Linked DNA regions of Mus musculus: regions 2 and 3 are each linked to region 1. The links are chromatin contacts, called in public HiChIP or PLAC-seq maps. All regions are on one chromosome and are shown on one strand. Each heading gives the region's core, a stretch centred on a gene start, on an enhancer-like site or on the middle of the called end of the contact. The rest is flanking DNA. Distances are from core to core; before and after follow the strand shown.

Region 1 (3,776 bases), core at 924-3,423:
CTAAAAAGTAAAAGACCTGGGGTTTAAGTCTGTGTCGTATATTACAGGGTTGTGTTTGTAGCACCTCTGCTATTTGGAATAACAAGTAGTTGGAAAAGAAAAATTCTGCAGCTGCCCCCTGGAGAACTGGACTCTCACCCGCTACAATTTTCAGGAGTAAAATAAGATTTAAAGCATTCAGACATTTCCTTTTTGGTCCCAAAGAATTCTATACTGATCTATTTCATGTATGGAGTTAAAGAGGAGCCATACAGAGCTGAGACACAGTGAGGTACTAGAAGATTACTGTTATTTTTGACACAATGTCTTGTGCTACCCTGGAACTCATTACAGAACAGCAAATGCCCTCCAGCTTCTCCTGCTTCCCCTGCTTCTGCCTCCCAACATCAGGGCTTACAGGTTGCTGCTGGACAACCTGCCTTGCAAAGTTATTATTTTAATCTTTTCCATTTAATTTACACCAGTGTCAACACAATCCAATAGAAACACAGCAGATCAAGTTTGGTAAGTCGGTGTCTTCAAGTGGCAGAACTTAAAAACACTAAAAAACTGTACGTGCTTCAAAAACTAATACTAGTGTTTCATAAACAAAACAAAAACAAAAAAAACAAAAACGAATTCAAAGCCAGGCCAGGAGATAACCACGAGTAACTGGAAACCAGAGGATGAGACGCTCAGGGCCAGCCTATGGTACTTGAGATCTGTGGGTTTGTCTGGTTGGTTGGTTGGGTTTTGTTTCTGGATGGGAGAGCTAGCTGTAGCTCATGCTCCTGTTTGTTTCAACACCTGAGAGGCACAAACAGGATGCTTATCCTGAATCCGAGCCTGACCTGGGCTACACATGAAATTCCAGGCCAGGCAGTGTGAGCTGCAGTCTGAGATCCTGTCTCAAATAATTAACAAAGCAAAATAAAGCTCCAGAATGCAGCCCCCAGTGTCACATGACCACTGAAGGGTCAATGCCTTTCTTTATAAAATGAAGATGTGGGGCACGAGAGATGGCTCTGTAGTTAAAAGCACTGGTTGCTCTTGCAGAGGACCTGGGTTAGATTCCCAGCACAATCTGTAATGCCAGCTCCTAACACCCTCTTCTGACCTCCATGGATACAGGATGCATATATATATACACACACATACATATATACATACACACACATGTATATATGCAAAACATTCATGTACATAAAATAAATTTTAAAAATTAACATTACAGATTAGACCCTAGTCGATAATCCCATATGATTAGGACATACCAGATATAGTTGGCACACAAAAAACCAATTTTTCTTTTTTTCTTTTTTACTTATACTGCACTAAATTAGGAATAAGCACACAAAACAACAAAACCCACTCGGACCTGATAATTCTTAACACACACAGTATGCACTTTATTTCGTTGTGTTACAGGTCTGTCATTTAAGGGCACTGAGGAGGTCAGAAGATGTTATCTTCTATTTGCAGAAGAGATTCCGTAGGGCTTATTTTCTAATCTGTAAACAAACGGGGTGGGCAGGTACACCTGAATTATTTTTCCAACTCGATAATCCTTGTTATCATCCTACGATCATAGAAACAAAACAAACACACATTCCAACCGCCATGGCAATACGAATTTTCAGCCACAAAACTCTGTGGTGGAGTGTTGCGAATACGAATCTATTTTGAGACTCCAGAGGTACTTAATTAGCAAAGAAATGCCACTAAAAATAGCTGATAAATTTAACTGCTTGGTGACTTCCGTATTTTGAGTAGCACGGTGGCAATGATACCAAACAACGCGGCACGACGTTCTGGGGTCCTCTCCAGTCCTGAGCCACGGAGGCTGGAGGGGTCACGCACCCCGAAACCCCGTTTTGTGGCTTTGGGAGCGGGAGCGATGTGGGCAGCACGGCAGGCGGCTCGCCTGGGAGCCTGTGGGAGTGCTGCGTCGCCGGCCGTCATCCCCCTGCCTCCGCTCCCGCGCCGCCCCAGCGCCCGCCCCTTCCCCTTACCACGTAGCCCCCCCACACGTAGAGGAAGTGTCCGTCCACCACTGCGCAGTGGCCGCTGCGCTCCTCGGCCACGCAGAACGCCTGCGGGTCCGCCATCCGCCCTCCGGGGCCCAGCCAGCTCGGCGCCCGCTCGCACGCGCGAACGGAACGCGAGGAGGGTCCAGATTGGCGGAGGCGGAACCGAGGAACCTGCGCGTCTGCGCGGCCACCGCCCCGGACCGGGGCCTGGCCGCTCCCGGGAGCACCGGGCGCTGCGAAGACACTGCAAACCTCTCCCTGAAGCCTCTCTGCAGCCACTGTCTGGGCTTCTTAGGGCTCTATTAATCAAGAATGGTTTCTCATGAACTTACTTTATGTATGTGAGTGTTCTGCTTGTATGTATGTATGTATGTATGTATGTATGTATGTATGTATGTATGGTGTACATCCTGGACCTGGAATTATGGGCAATTGTGAAATGTGGCTGCTGGGAATCAAACCTGGGTCCACTGCAAGAACAAATGCTCTTAACCTCTGAGCCATCTCTCCAGCTCCATGGTGTTCATTTGGAAAGTGAGCTTTCTTTTTCTTCTTCTTCTCACAACTGTACAAAGTATTGGGTTTATGAACCCCAACTGGGCCAGCTTATTGACCTGAGCATCCTCCTGGCTGTGTGTGTGTGAGAGAGATCATTTTTTAACACGAGCAGTGCTCCAATGCCAGTTCTGCTTCAGCCTCGGTAATACATGGTTTCAAGACGCATATGAGGTTTTTTTGCTTTTGTAGGGCCTGGGTGTCCCTGGTTTTCTTCACGTGTACTTCCGTGCTAATCGCTGTAGAAGGTGTTGGTACCTGAGGCACTGAGTGTTCTATTATTTCTTCGTGGTGATATTATGTGGGAACACAGGCACAATTCCCCTTTTCTAAACACGAAAGGAAACATTATTGTCTTGCATCTTTCATTTCCCACTTGTATACATTTTCTCTGGGGAGAGGAGCGAACCTCAAGTCTTCCTTGAAGAACCAATGATTTTAATTACAGTTACATGAGCATAGCTATTCCACTGAATAAAATGTCTCTGCCTAGCAACTGTTAACTGCCTACAAAAGCTGGGGGTGGGAGCTTGAAACACCCCCCCCCCTTCCTTGCAACTGTTAACTGCCTTTAAAACCACGGAGGGCAGGGAGCCCCTCCCCCAACCCTAAATCGCGGTGATAATTCTACAACCCACCACCTCTTGCCATCTGCCCCTCCACCTTCCACGATGGTCCCTGAGGCTTGGGTAGGATGCCCCTCTAGGGCTGGACATTCAATAGCACTTTTAACCAGTTGTCTCTACAGTAACGACTGCCCATTTAAAAACAGAAACCTCATTGACCAAAGATGACAACTACACTAGTGGACGGGTATAAAGACAACTATTTAGAAGGCAATTTGACAGACACATAGAACTTAGCAAAAGAGCAGCAGCTTTCAAAAATCTATGGTCTTCCCCCAGCCATGGGCTTTTGACCGGGTTTACAGAACACGGCACCAATTCCCCTCTTGTGGAACGATCCACAAATCCAGTCAGAAAATAATTGGCTGTACCCATAATAGTTTCTTCCCCAGTGGGAACATCAGGCCTGATGTGTTGATACTGTAGACTTCAGGATCCCCAGCAAGGTGGGGGCGTTGGTTACAGCTCTTCCCCAGCATAGTCCTTCCCAGCACGGTGAAAGCTGGCCAGGAGTAAGGACCAGATCAATCCTTCTGATTTTCCATGTTCTTCCGCAAAGACATGTAGTATGTAGTGTCTTTGGCAG
Region 2 (3,776 bases), core at 554-3,053, 990 kb before region 1:
TAAAAAGAAAAAAAAGCTAGGTTTTGCAATCTGCCAAAGGACCTGCTCACTGGGATTTCCTTCCCACTTCATCATTTGCCTCTTAGTTTTATTTTTTTATTAGATGTTTTCTTCATTTACATTTCAAATGCTATCCCGAAAGTCCCCTATACTCTCCCCCCAACCTGCCCTGCTCCCCAACCCACCCACTCCCACTTCCTGGCCCTGGCATTCTTCTGTACTGGGGCATATGATCTTCGCAAGACCAAGGGCCTCTCCTCTCATTGATGGCTGACTAGGCTATCCTCTGCTACATATGCAACTAGAGACACAGCTCTGGGGGGTACTGGTTAGTTCATATTGTTGATCCTCCTATAGGGTTGCAGACCCCTTTAGCTCCTTGGGTACTTTCTCTAGCTCCTTCTTTAGGGGTCCTGTGTTCCACCCAATAGATGAGATTTTGCTGACAGGACCCTGATATCGCTATCTCTTGTGAGGCTATGCCAATACCTGGCAAATACAGAAGTGGATGCTCACAGCCTCTTAGCTTTAAGTCAAGCATTCTGACCAAACTCTGCACTCACTCTCAGCTCTGGGTATCTCTGGCTCAATCAAATCCAACCCTTACCCTGTCTCATAGGACCATGCTGTCCTCAAAGCCATTGCATGAAGCCACTTAGTTTTCATCTGCCCCAAAGGCTGGAGCCAAAACCCTGGAAGCTGGAAGGACCAGGATCTGAAACCGCAGTTAGATCTGTGACAGTAAAACTTTCACTTTTAGGGTAATAGCTGGTTTATATGAATTAAGTAACCAAACTCCTTCTCTGGCCTCTAATAGTTAGCTTTGTTTAGAAAGAAAAAAAGAAAGAAAAGAAAGAAGGAAAGGAGTGATAGACAGGAAGGAAAGAAGGCAGGCAGGTAGGCTGACACGGACCCTCTAGATGGCTCAGCAGGTAAAGGCATCTGCTGCCAAGCTTGACCGCTCTGGATCGATCCCAGCAACCATCACGAGAGGAGAGAACCAACCCTGGACCACTACGTGTCTGTGTGCACATTTGAGGACACACGCGTACAGTACATACATTTTGAGAAAAAAAAAATTGACATCTTAAAATGCCTCATGTTTACCTTTCCAAAGTTTAAACACCATCACATTCGGATCTGGTATAAAGATCACACACCAGTATGTCTCCTGAACACGGGACAACTGGTTCCTGGAGTGCTCTCTCCTTCTCCCTCCCTCCCCTTCCCCCACGCCCTCTTATCCTTATGCCTCATTTGGTCAAAGAGCAGTGCAAACAAGGGGTCTCAAATCGAACGAAGTCTTGTCCCCCACTGAGACTAAAGCTTTCTCAACAGACCCCTTGACTTTTACACCAACTGTGGCCAACTACTGTGGGTTAGTCCAGCCTGGGCCTAGGAGTCAAGAAACCCCAGTCCTGCGTCCTCAGAAAAAAAATAAATAAACCAACCAACCAAGGCCCCCTTAGAACCCAGGATAGTACTATGCCTAAAAACTGGGAAGCAAGACCGGGGCAATCAGGGTTAAATCACACTGACCCTACAATGTCACCCTGGGAAGCAACCGTGGAACCCACTGAGAAGAGGCAATGGCTTTACTGGGAACTCAACAAGCGAGCCAGCCGAGGCCTCCTTCCACACCGAGAGACGCGGTCAGAGCCTTTGCGCACTACGTGACCTGGACGTTCTGGGAGCGGCCGAGGGGCGGTGCCCGCAGCCGCAGCACCGCCCTGGGGCTCCCACGCCCCCCTGGGGGGGCGTCACTCTGGGAGCCACGGGTGGGCGGGAACCCGGAGAGGGGCGGATCCCCAACTCCCCAGCGTCTCAAAAGCAGCAAGTAAGGAAGGGAGGAGGCCAGTCCTGCAGCCCGGAGACCGTTCTGTGCTCCCTCCGCCCGCAACCATGGCAAAGCCCCTGACCGACCAGGAGAAGCGACGGCAGATCAGCATCCGAGGCATCGTGGGCGTAGAGAATGTGGCCGAGCTGAAAAAGGGTTTCAACCGTCACCTGCACTTCACTCTGGTCAAGGACCGCAATGTGGCCACCCCCCGCGACTACTACTTCGCCCTTGCGCACACAGTGCGCGACCACCTGGTGGGGCGCTGGATCCGTACACAGCAGCACTACTACGACAAGTGTCCCAAGGTACCAGGCGAAGGGCGTTTGTCCCCCCTCCCCTCCACTCCCTGTCCTGGTCTCGAAGTCTAGGCCAGCAGCAGGACATAGGCTCGGCCATCCCTTCCACCTCCCCCACAGCGGTGTGCCATCCTCAGGGCTCCACTGTGGTGTGAGATCCGGAGACCAGCTGGTGGCAAGAGCCCACGCTTCCCTCTCTGGCGAACTAAGCAAACTATGGAGTTTGCTCAGCACTTAACCAAGGGGGATCCTGCGCCTCCTATGTGATCCGTCCAGGTTCCGGGGGCCCTGACAATCCGCTCAGGTCCAGGGGGCCGGGAAGGGGCACAGAAAACAAAAACATACAAAAGCCTAGCCTTAGAGGGTCAAGCTTAGTGTTTAAGGAAAGGAGAGGGAAGTTTAGAGTTCCTCTAATAGTGACCCTGCCCAGGCCTCAGGGCTGCCTAGCTTAGCTGTGCAACAAAGATGGGGGAGGTCCCGGCCCAGGGCCCAGACCGAGTGGAGACTGCAGTTCCTGAACTTTGTGCTGACTGCCTGATGGGCCTTGCCAAGAGACTCACCTGAAGCTATCCCTGTAAAAACACCCTTCTCCCTTCCAGAAGCCTTGTGGAGGCCCCAGAGATGTGGGGGACACCACATTTAGGCAACCAGCTCCTATTTCTACCAAGGGCCAGAATGCGGAGTCTCTGGGGTGGTGGACATGTGGAGGAACACCACCCCATCATGACCAGTCTTGGAAGAGAACCAGAGCTAATGTGAAAGGTTGGGGAGGAGCGGACAGGGAGAGTGCAAGGCGGCAGCAGCCTTATGGGGGATGGTGTGGTGAATGTTTTGGAAGAGAAAGCTGGAAAAACTGGCTTTGGAGTTAAGTTGGAAAAGATGAACAGCAGACCCTGGTGGCAATGGGAAATGCGGATACATACTTACTACTTAGGCGTTTCTAAATACATAAGAACATCGAGAAAATCTATCTCTACCATTTGTGCCTGAGAACTATAGGAAATTTCCAAGACTGAGGGATAAACTCCTATAGTAAGATACTGTGGTTCTAAGAGCCTAGCAGACTGCTACCCAAACAGGACAACTGCTAATTTGTATCCTTCCAACTCTAAACCTTTGCTTAGAAAAGACTTCAGGTCCACATTCATGACTGTGTCTTTTTATCCGTACAACAAGCTGCACCTTGAGTTAGAATTTTTTAGAGGTGGTACAGGACTTGCCTGAGTTGGAGCAACATTTTGGAAACACACAAACGCAACCGCTACTCTGTAGCATTTAGCATCCCAGCACAGAGAGATAGGTTGTTTCTGCTCCACGGGTAATCTTCCTGGTTCAATGGTTAGTTTTTCTCCTGACTCTTCCTTCCTATACAAGGGCAGAGTAGCAGCAAACATGTTGCATAACTCTTCTTAGAAGAGCTTGGAAGTTCTTAAAAATTGACTTCATGCAGGATCGTAGTGTTTGCTGCATGATGGTCTCTGTGGAAACTGGACAGTTACAGTCCTCGAAGAGAACTTGGGTAAAACCAGGAGGTGTGCCCAAGCTCCTTCCCCAGCCTTGCTCCCTGGTGTGCCCACAAGTCACCAAGTCCTGTTCCCTAGCCCAGTCCCTGTGGAAGCATGCCAAAGGTTTAATGATAC
Region 3 (3,776 bases), core at 475-2,974, 860 kb before region 1:
GTTGCATTGTTTCAGAAAGCTCCATTGCCCTGGGCCTGAGCTGTGTGCAGCTTAAATTACACTGTCTGCCTTCCTGGGAGCTGCTCTGAGCTCTGACTCAGGGCTTTAGTTAAAGGGGCTGCTTTTACTGTTGGTGCTTTGGGGGGTTGGACCCAGGGCCTTGCACATGCTAAGCATCTATGATGTTCCACTGAGCTACACCCCCAAGCCCTGGGGAAGGTGCTGTGTTTTGTAGTCATGGGGTTGGCTGAAAGCCTGATTGCAGACGCCTGAGGTCACCATCCCAAGGGTATGTGTGCGTTTGGCACCCTCGATTGCATCAGGAAGCTGCTTCCAGGTGTGCAGCATTTGGGCTGGATCCAGCACATTAAAAATTGATTATTGTGTACAAGGAGAAGGAAAGATCTTTTTCATTTTTTTCTTTTTAAACTCTGTATGTGTGTTACTTGTCTTCGTTCATTCATTCTCTCTCTCTCTCTCTCTCTTAATTGAAACAGGGTTTTCTGTGTGGAACTTGCTCTGTATGCCCTGCTGCTGTGAACTCACAGAGATCCATCTACCTTTCTTTCTTTTCTTTCTTTCTTTCTTTCTTTCTTTCTTTCCTTCCTTCCTTCCTTCCTTCCTTTCTTTCTTTCTCCTTGTTTTTTTTGAGACAGAGTTTCTCTGTGTAGCCCTGGCTGTCCTGGAACTCACTCTGTAGACCAGGCTGGCCTTGAACTCAGAAATTCGCCTGCCTCTGCCTCCCAAGTGCTGGGATTAAAGGCGTGCGCCGCCACGCCCGGCCTGTGAACATCTTATCCTTGAAGTAAAATACCTGGATTTGTGTGGTTTTATTTTTAGCAAAAGATGACTGAAAGCTTTTGGTGATGTCAGGTTTTTACTGATTCTAGGGGGGGGGTGAAAGGCTGGGACCCGGGAATCAGTAATGAAAGACTGAGCAGTCGGGAATGAAGCGTGAGTTGCTGGCGGTGGAGGAGTTCAGAGATGCTGTTCAACTCTCCCAAAACAGCCAGTGGCTCCTCAGGAAAGGTGGGCGGTGTTTTACCCTTTCTCTAGGCAACTAAGCATTACCTAGAACACCCTGGGGCAAAAGAGAGCCTTGGGGGAATACTTTCTGCCTGCTGTGTGTAATTGCACCAGCAGGGCTAATTGAGCTGCTTTTTGAATCAAAGGCTTCTGGGTGGCATAAATAGGGAGATGGCTCAGCCAGTGCCTCTGATGTAGCTGTGATGTGGAATACCTAGGCTGAATGGAGTGAAAGTTGGCCACACCTCAGATCCCAGCATCTGGGGAGGTTGTCTACAGCTTGCTGACTTGTCTGGCAGCTCTGACCACCGTAGTGACTGAATACTAATAATTATCTCATCTGACCTGACCGGCTGGTAGAAGAGACTTTCACTTTCCTGAGTCCCCAGGCTGATAGGTGAGAAACCCTTTCAGGTGTGAGACAGGCCATTTGCCTGTCAGGAAGGAGGAGGACTGCCTGCCTAAACCCTTCCTGCTAGGAATGCTACTCCATTGTAGCGGTACAGTTGTGCCCTCGTGCTGGTGTGTGTACAAGTACCACTGGCCAGGCAGGGCCTTGCTGCAGAGTGTTCCAAGTGGCTGATGGGACTTGGGGGGGGGGGGGGGAGATGTGTGTGTCCAGGTAGAGCTGGGGAAGATTCATGTGTCCGTCCAATTGTGACCTGTCCCAACCTGTCTTCCTTCATGTCCCACACAGGTGAGCGCTGTGGGCTATGGGATGGATGAGGTGGAGGAGGACCAGCATGAAGCCCGACTCAAGGAGCTGTTTGACAGTTTTGACACCCTGGGAACTGGGTCTCTGGGTCAAGAGGAGCTCACTGACCTCTGCCACGTGCTGTGCTTGGAGGATGTGGGCCCGGTGCTGCAACAGACGCTACTCCAGGACAACCTCTTGGGCAGGGTAAGATCTGGGGAAGAACAGAGTTGGTTGGAAGTGGGGCGCGGTTTCTGTCAGAGTACTGGGGTTGGTGGCAAGCCACAGGTGTGTTGCAACTTGTCTCTTGCAACCTGGCCGTTAGCCTGGGGCGTGTAGTTTGCTCTCGTGATAAGGGCAATGCTAGATTTAGTCTGCACTTGGAATTAAGTTGTACACTGAGCATTATGGGTAACAGGAGAAATTGACTGTTTCCCAGACTTTTTTTTTTTTTTTTTTTTTTGGAGACAGGGTTTCTCTGTGTAGCCCTGGCTGTCCTGGAACTCACTTTGTAGACCAGGCTGGCCTCGAACTCAGAAATCCGCCTGCCTCTGCCTCCCGAGTGCTGGGATTAAAGGAGTGCTCCACCACGCCCGGCTCAGACTTTTTTTCCTTGTTCTTTGTGGGTGAGATTTCATTGGAAAAGAAAGAAAGGCGGGAAGACAGCTGCCCTTCACAGGAAGTAGAAGTAGGTTTTCTGAATGATCTTCTAAAAGCTGGTTTTTGTGTGGGTCATTTTGAGGTGAAGATTGAATCTTCCGTTCAGGAAGGAAGACAGGAAGTACACAAAGCAGAGGCTGTCTCCAGTCCAACCCAACATGCATGGCGAGTGTGTGTGCAAACTGGTTAACTTCCACGTTTGGCCAGGCCATGCTTTTCCCCTAGATTAAGTCTCAGGCAAGAGAAAGAGGAAAGAGGTCCGTCCCCCCCCACCCCCCAACTTGTCCCAAGTCCCTAGCAGTGAGAAGGACAGATAGTCTGTTGCAGTCTGAGAATGCCTTTAGTTCAACCTCCTTTACAATGCTTTGTGTAGAGTTCCCCCCTCCCCACCTTTTGGCTCTAGGCCAGGCAAAATGAAGAAAAATGTTGCTAATGGCGACACCCAGTACACAGGTTTGTCCTGCGCTGTTACTCCGGGAAACAGTCCTGAAGCGTCGTTTGATTTTGCCAGATGCACCTCCTCCTCCTTCCTTGTTCACGGTCTTCCAACAGACATGTGGATAAGTGTCCCAAGGCATAGAAGTATTAGATGCGTGTCACATGAAGGAGGCAGACACAGCACTAACCATGAAGCATAAAGAAAAAAAGGATATTGGGGGATTGACATGTGAGGCCAAATAGTTCACACTTCAGGAAAAAGAAGATTTTGTTGCAAAAAGTAGGGCCACTCTTGATCACTTTGAGGAAGATTAAATGTTTGTGAGTATATGAGTATTTCCTAGAAAATGCTAAAACGACTCATTTGGAAAAATAGTAAAAACAGCAATATGCAAGGTCAAACCATTTACTCTATTTCATGTGCTCCAGGGTTTTGGGCATAGTGGAGAACAGAGTAGCATCTCCCAGTGTGGTCCTCAGGTTGCAGGCCTTTGGGATGGAGGCGTAGTTGCTGTTAGTGCTTCAAAAAGCACAAGGAGCCAGGCTTTGGCCGATGGTCTCCCTGAGAACCCCTCTCAGAGTACAAGGGGATCCTCCACTGCACAAAGATTCTGTTCTAGCAGCTGGCTTACAATTTGCTCTCCAGATGTTAGCCCAGACCAGGGAGCAGTTATCGATTGATTTGTTAATGGCTTGACACCATCAACCTGCTTTTTACCGGCTATTTGCCTGAATAGTGAGTACCTAAGTGGTCTACAGTGTGGTATTTACTTAGTGAGCCGGTGATAAAGTCAAATAGATGTCTGCATATTGATTTCATGTGGGAGGCCCCCGGTGTTTGTCTTGAGAGACAGCATTGTCATGAATTAACACAGTATGGTTAAATTTGCATCTTTATGAAACTGAATTATTCTCCTCGGTTGATTGCGTTGGCCATGTTCTTTCTGTGACGATGTCT

Evidence for each region. HiChIP or PLAC-seq counts read pairs in DNA pulled down with a chosen protein or histone mark.
Region 2: a contact with region 1 is called in an H3K4me3 HiChIP or PLAC-seq map of bone marrow-derived macrophages, with 3 times the contacts expected there. The contact joins the promoter of Pygl here to the promoter of Klhdc1 in region 1. A contact is called at or near these places in 1 of 39 promoter capture datasets (pre-B cells) and 1 of 115 datasets of contacts at active chromatin or transcription factors (bone marrow-derived macrophages).
Region 3: a contact with region 1 is called in an H3K4me3 HiChIP or PLAC-seq map of bone marrow-derived macrophages, with 3 times the contacts expected there. The contact joins the promoter of Nin here to the promoter of Klhdc1 in region 1. A contact is called at or near these places in 3 of 115 datasets of contacts at active chromatin or transcription factors (bone marrow-derived macrophages, memory CD8 T cells and stem cell-derived neural progenitor cells).

What each region holds. Positions count from the first base shown.
Region 1 is chr12:69,240,229-69,244,004 of GRCm38.p6, reverse strand. Klhdc1 (kelch domain containing 1) reads right to left here and starts at 2,173. Exons shown (of 13, transcript NM_178253.5): 1 at 1,992-2,173. The coding sequence starts at 2,087.
Region 2 is chr12:70,225,710-70,229,485 of GRCm38.p6, reverse strand. It overlaps Pygl (liver glycogen phosphorylase), which reads left to right and starts at 1,803. Exons shown (of 20, transcript NM_133198.2): 1 at 1,803-2,145. The coding sequence starts at 1,903. F730035M05Rik (RIKEN cDNA F730035M05 gene) reads right to left here and starts at 1,645. Exons shown (of 5, transcript NR_045174.1): 1 at 1,108-1,645. Gm38467 (a long non-coding RNA gene) reads left to right here. Exons shown (of 3, transcript XR_381644.4): 3 at 1-134.
Region 3 is chr12:70,100,802-70,104,577 of GRCm38.p6, reverse strand. It overlaps Nin (ninein), which reads left to right and starts at 1,724. Exons shown (of 29, transcript NM_001081453.1): 1 at 1,724-1,927. The coding sequence starts at 1,745.